Regions from separate parts of the Mus musculus genome. Here region 1 is linked to region 2. Evidence: chromatin contacts called from public Hi-C data. All regions are on one chromosome and are shown on one strand. Each heading gives the region's core, a stretch centred on a gene start, on an enhancer-like site or on the middle of the called end of the contact. The rest is flanking DNA. Distances are from core to core; before and after follow the strand shown. Region 1 overlaps Pnpla1 (patatin-like phospholipase domain containing 1). Region 2 has its middle 12 kb from the start of Mapk13.

Evidence for each region. A called contact is a pair of places that touch in the nucleus more often than the background predicts.
Region 1: a contact with region 2 is called in a Hi-C map of uterus, with 2.5 times the contacts expected there. The contact joins two enhancer-like sites. A contact is called at or near these places in 3 of 15 datasets of contacts at CTCF or cohesin (all in embryonic stem cells), 28 of 484 Hi-C or Micro-C datasets (the G1E-ER4 cell line, bone marrow-derived macrophages, cerebral cortex and 5 more), 14 of 115 datasets of contacts at active chromatin or transcription factors (the 230-238 cell line, the HPC-7 cell line, T-cell acute lymphoblastic leukemia and 3 more) and 3 of 9 other capture datasets (embryonic stem cells, liver and pancreatic islet).

What each region holds. Positions count from the first base shown.
Region 1 is chr17:28,873,880-28,876,957 of GRCm38.p6, forward strand. Pnpla1 (patatin-like phospholipase domain containing 1) reads left to right here. Exons shown (of 10, transcript NM_001034885.3): 2 at 2,933-3,078. Among named protein-coding and RNA genes, the nearest start is that of Pnpla1, 17 kb to the left of the region's middle. Within about 2 kb of position 1,657, at least 75 of the 459 cell types and tissues checked have an H3K27ac peak or open chromatin away from gene starts, as enhancers often do. A contact at or near this core is called in uterus, where this site is marked.
Region 2 is chr17:28,779,893-28,782,855 of GRCm38.p6, forward strand. No RefSeq gene overlaps it. Among named protein-coding and RNA genes, the nearest start is that of Mapk13, 12 kb to the left of the region's middle. Within about 2 kb of position 1,544, at least 38 of the 459 cell types and tissues checked have an H3K27ac peak or open chromatin away from gene starts, as enhancers often do. A contact at or near this core is called in uterus, where this site is marked.

The DNA.
Region 1 (3,078 bases), core at 407-2,906, 94 kb after region 2:
TCAATTTGAACTTGAAGCAACCCTCCTGCCTCTATCTCCAGTGCTCTGGGATGACCAGCATGAGCCATCAGAACTGCTAATGGTTGACTCCACAAAAGGAAGTTTGTTAGACCTGGTTACTTATCCATTTCCCCTCCTTACTACCAAAAAAGCTGGGGGAGAGTGAGAGAGGAGGGAAAGACAGTGAGGGAGGAGGGAGAGACAGTGAGAGAGGAGGGAGAGACAGTGAGGGACCCCAAGAACAGACACACAGGGACCCACAAGGACAGACACACAGGGACCCCAGGGACAGACACACAGGGACCTCGAGGTTGGACACACACACAAACCAGGAGGGAAGCAAGAAGATGCAGAGAGACAGACGACCTTTCGGTTTGTGCCTGCTTTAAGCATCAAGGAAGAATTTTAAGCCAAACTCCCCCAGGCTGAGAGAAACCAGTTGCCTCCCTGCCTCCCTCTGGTTTTGTGTGTGTGTGTGTGTGTGTGTGTGTGTGTGTGTGTGTGTGGTACACAGCTGATTTCCAGACTGAACCATTTTCAGCTGCATGGATCCTGGAAATGTCAGGGCTATTTCCATTCTCCTCATCCCTGTCACTCCCCTCCCTGTTGACTAGGAATGAATCCTGTTCTAAAGCTGAAGTTAAAGCAGGCACTTGAAGCCTGACTCGTGCAGACCTTTGACCTCTCATGCCCACTTCACTCATGCCCACTTCTAGTGGATAGTCCGGCACAGGTAGAGAATATAGCATGGGTTGTTCTTCTTGTGTGTGTGTTTAAGTATTTATATATATATCGTTTTTTCGAGACAGGGTTTCTCTGTATAGCCCTGGCTGTCCTGGAACTCACTTTGTAGACCAGGCTGGCCTCGAACTCAGAAATCCACCTGCCTCTGCCTCCCGAGTGCTGGGATTAAAGGCATGTGCCACTACACCCGGCAACAAAGGTTTTAAAATGGTTCATCCGATGGCATACATCTGTCATCCCAGCACTAGGAAACTGGCAGAAGGGAGATTAAGAGTTCAAGGTTGTTCTTGGCTACATAGTGAGTCTGAGGTCAGCCTCCGTTACAGGAAACCAGTTCCCAGAAGCGCATACCTCCGTGGTAATCTGTCTTCTGGGTGACCTTGGTGGCCACTTGCCAGGTTGTTTTCTAACCTGCCAGCTGGTCACCTCCCTCCCTAGAGGGAAGGTGCTGAGTACACATGTCTGTACATGGCAAGGCTGACACTGCCGGGCTTGCTACTCCCAGGAAGGAGAAGGAGCAGTCCATGTTCGGAGCAAAGCCTGGGGTCCCTATCGTGTAAGGCAACTGTGATCTGGGTGTGGGTGAGGGGTGGCTTGGCATCAGAAAAAAAAACGAGACAACAGCAAACCAACATTGCCTGACTGTGTGACCTCAGGCAAGGCGCTTTTCCCTGCCTCAGTTTCTCTACCTGTCCAACGCCACTCTAGCATTAGCAGTCTCTAGGATTAGACCAGTAACGTATAATCCACGAACTATAAAATGCAATAGGAATAAGCTGTCCTTTTGTCTCTAAATTGCTGTGTGTGACTCTGGGCAAATCAGTTGCCTTCTCTGTGTGTCTGCCGCCAGGCACTAGAATGAATGCCAGACTCTCCAAGCTGGAAAGACTCCGCCCTTCCCACCCGCCCACAGAGCTGCTGGATAAGCTCTCTGACAGGGGTGCTTATGCAACCTCCGCTCTGCTGCCTCCCACAGCAGAGAGCTCATGGCTACACAAGCCCCTGGTACATATGCATGACGCTAACTTTAAACAAATTTTTCCAAATGAGATAGTTCTTTAAGGGCTGGCTGTGTAGCTCAGTGGTCAAGCATCAAACGTATGCAAATATGTGCAGAGCCCCTAGTTCAATCGCTGGCACCAAGAGAAAACAGTATTTGTGGGACTGGAGAGGTGACTTCGTCATTAAGGGCATCTGTTGCTCTTGTAGAGGGCTTAAGTTCAGCTCCCACTGGCCATGTCATATAGCTCCAGGTCCAGGGGATCCTACAACCCTGTCTAGCATCTGTGGGCACACACACACACATGTGTACGTACATACACAGGAATAAAAATAAAATGTAAAAATCAGGTTTTGAGGGCTGGTGAGATGGCTCAGTGGGTAAGAGCACCCGACTGCTCTTCCGAAGGTCTGGAGTTCAAATCCCAGCAACCACATGGTGGCTCACAACCATCCGTAACGAGATATGACGCCCTCTTCTGGAGTGTCTGAAGACAGCCACAGTGTACTTACATATAATAAATAAATAAATAGGTAAATCTTTAAAAAAAAAATCCGGTTTTGAGATCATAGTTAAGCTAAGTGGACAGAGTTCTTCCCAGCATGCATGCAGCCCTGTGCTCGCTCCTTGGCACCGCATAAACCAAGCATAGGTCATGCCTGGAACCCTGGCTCTATTGAGGAAGAGACTGTAGAATCGGAGTTCCAGGTCATCCTTGCCTACGTAGAGAGGGTGCAGTCTGCCAAGGGTATGTGGCCTCTAAGCAAGTGCCCTTGTCACTTGGTAAAAGATTTCCAACCACATCTGTGTTTGTGTAGGACCCTCATAATGACAGCTTGGTGGCAGACCTCAGGTGCAGGGACAAGAAGCTGCCAGAGCTGTTTTGCAGGAAGAAAATATCTTTCTAGTCGCTGACAATTCCTGATGGGTGGCCACGCATGGTCAAGAAGCAGGACACCTGGGTCCCATGCTGGTGCCAGTGTCTCCTAGCTGTAGGGCATCTAGGACATTCTCCTTTATGGCCTGGCTCTGTTCTGTTCCTGAGGCCCCCCCAGCTTCTGGGTCTGAGGCCTCCTCCTCGCTGTGAACGGCTGGGTGAAATGGTTGACATCACTGAGCCCCGGGGGCGCCTCCCCATGTTCCTGAGCAGTTGCTGAGGGTGCATCCGCCACTCTGCTCCCTCCACAGAGAAATACCTCAGAGTGCTGAATATGGGCCTGGCGGAGGTGAAGAAGTTCTTCCTGGGACCTCTGTCTCCGTCCTGCAAGATGGTACAGATGATGCGACAGTTTTTGTACGATGTGCTACCGGAGGACTCCTACAAGTTCGCCACC
Region 2 (2,963 bases), core at 294-2,793:
CCATCTGAGTGGCCATGTTGTCATATGGGGAGGAGACTTTGTTTGGGACTGACTGGTGGCCAGCTATCACCCTGACCTTACAGTTAGTTGCAAGGCAGGCTCAAGGTTCCCCGTTTCAAACATCTCGTTTTGAGCCTCCCTCTTGGTCCCAGAGAAGAGGCTTGGTCTTCTGTCTCAACATTCACACCTCAGTCATTTTTCTCAGATTTTAGTTGTCCCTGCTTTCCAGATTCCTGGATTTCCAGATGCCAGGGCGGCCAGCCGAAAGGCCTACCATGGACACTGTCAGCTGAGAGGCTCTGACAAGCCCTGAAGAAAATAAAGGTTTTTTTTAAGCTTTATTTATTATTATATCTAAGTACACTGTAGCTGTCATCAGACACACCAGAAGAGGGCATCAGATCTCATTACGGATGGCTATGAGCCACCATGTGGTTGCTGGGATTTGAACTCAGGACCTTTAGAAGAGCAGTCGGTGCTCTTAACCAATGAGCCATCTCTCCAGTCCCAGTATTTATTTTGAGGCAAGGTCAAATAATGTAGTTTTGGATGGCCTGGAACTTGTTGAATAGACCAGACAGACTAACCAGGAGCTCACAGAGATCCTCCTGCCTCTGTCACCTGAGTGCTGGGATTGAAGGCTTATACCACACACACACTCTCTAGATTTGATCCAGACCCTTCCTAAAGATACTTCACCACAGGGGCCTATTTTCTTGTGGCAGTGCCACACAGCCCTCTGCCTGGTGTAGAGGACCCATTGTCCCCCAGCAGACAATGCAGTACGGACCTTGGTCTCCTCTCCAGTATGAACTCTGTGGGAACAAATGCCCATGAGTGAGTGAATGGAGGCATTATGGGTGTCCCCAAGTCCCAAAGACTATTTCTCTGTCTAGCCAGTCCTGCGGAAGAGAGAGAGCCATGGGAAGCACAGGGGAGATGCAGAAGGTGTGGCCCCAAGCTGCACCCTGGAGATCCACAGCCCCTAAAAAATATTTAAAATAAAACACCCCAGCATCTCACATCTAGGCTATTTCTCCAGCAGACAGGGAGGTGATCTGCCCAAAGGGCTTCATGGCCTTGAGCATCATCCTCTGAGTCCCTGTTGGCTGGCTGGCAGGAATAAAGTAAGTGTAGGCAGGCCTGGTGACCCTGACCTTGGTGGGTGTGTGGTGACTCAGGAAATAAGCAGAGACAAGAAAGCCTCCCTCGGAACCAGGGACAGTCCCCTAACAACAGCTACATCCTCCCTATCCAGCCACTGAGAGGTGTCCTTGCACACTTATCACGGCTCCTCTGCCCGGATGGACCACAGGGCCCCCAGTTATTCCAGCCACTGAGAGGTGTCCTTGCACACTTATCACGGCTCCTCTGCCCGGATGGACCACAGGGCCCCCAGTCATCCCAGGTCAGTCTTTTCCTGGCTTGCTCTAGGTGGATGGATGCTGCTGTCTCTGTCTGTCAGGCAACTATGAGGAGGCCCTGGGGCAGCGACTGTAGTACAGAGTCAGTCGAGCCAGAGCTGAGCTAAGAGGGGAAATGACCCAGCTGTCACCAAAAAGAGAAAGATCCCAGAAGCCCTGCAAACGCAGTGCAGGGAGGAGCCTCTGTTCCACCCTTGGCCTCTGAGTCCTTGTGGCCTGTGACATCGCCCCAGGGCTCACTCCCTCTACCCTTCCTGTGCTCTTCCCTGAGATTTTCACCTGGGGGTTTTTGTCTTCATCTGAATCTGGACCAAGGAAGAAGCGGGGGACCCCCAAACTCAGCAGGCAGCAGAGGCTCAAAGCCCCTCCATAGAACTGTGCAGGCCCCAGGTGGAGGCCCTGGAGCGGGGTGGGGTCAGTGAACAAACGCTTTCAAACAAGACCCAGCCTGAGCACCAACTGGAGCTGCTCACTGGATGTTCCTGGCTTTTCTTTGTGTCTGTTCATCAATGTCCCCCATTTCCTTGCTACACAGTAACCGTCCTCTCTCCCTAGGAGGCCAAACTCTTAAATTGTTACAAGGTTACAGCCAAGCTCTAATCCCTGGGGAGTGCAGGCGCTGAGCCAAGGGACTCAGGACCTTTTCATAAAATCTTTGCCTAGACTTCAGGATTTAAATTTTTACTTAAGTTTCTAAAGATTTACTTTTTTTTTTTTTTTTTTTTTTTAAATTTTGGTTTTTTGAGACAGGGTTTCTCTGTATAGCCCTGGATGTCCTCGAACTCACGTTGTAGATCAGGTTGGCCTTGAACTCAGAAATCCACCTGCCTCTGCCTCCCAAGTGCTAGAAGATTTACTTCTTTAAGCCAGGTAGCAGTGGTGACGCATGCCCCAGCACTCACGAAGCAGAGGCAGGTGAATCTCTGAGTTCGAGGCCAGCCTGGTCTATAGAGTGCATTCCAGGACAGCCAGGGCTACACAGAGAAACCTGCCTTGAAAAAACAAAAACAAAACAATTAAGCCCCCTAATTCCATCTCTTAATCCCATCTCTTACTTACGATTTGAAGCTTAGCATTTTTATGCTGGTTATCTGTAAAACACAGCATGGCTGTCGAGATGGCTCAGTAGATAGAAGCACTTGCTGCACTTCAGAGGACCCAAGTTCAGTTTCCAGCACCCACACCCTAGATCCAGTCTCAGGGGATCTGCTGCCCTCTTCTTAGCTCAGAGGGCATCAGGCACACACGTAGTACACTTACATACATGCAGGCAAAACACCCTCATATATAAAATAATAAAATTCTCTTCAAATTATGTGTAAACCTAAAATATCATTCAAACACTTCACCCCCAGGAATTTATGTAGGAGACATACATCTGTTTAAAGACGTTTTCATGACAGGCCTGGTGATGCACCCCTTTAATGCCAGCAAAGGCAGACAGACCTCCATGAGTTCAAAACCAGCCTTGTTTACATAGTGTCTCAAAATTAAACCTTAAAAAAAAATAAAAAAAGAAAAGAAAAGGCTTTCCATTCA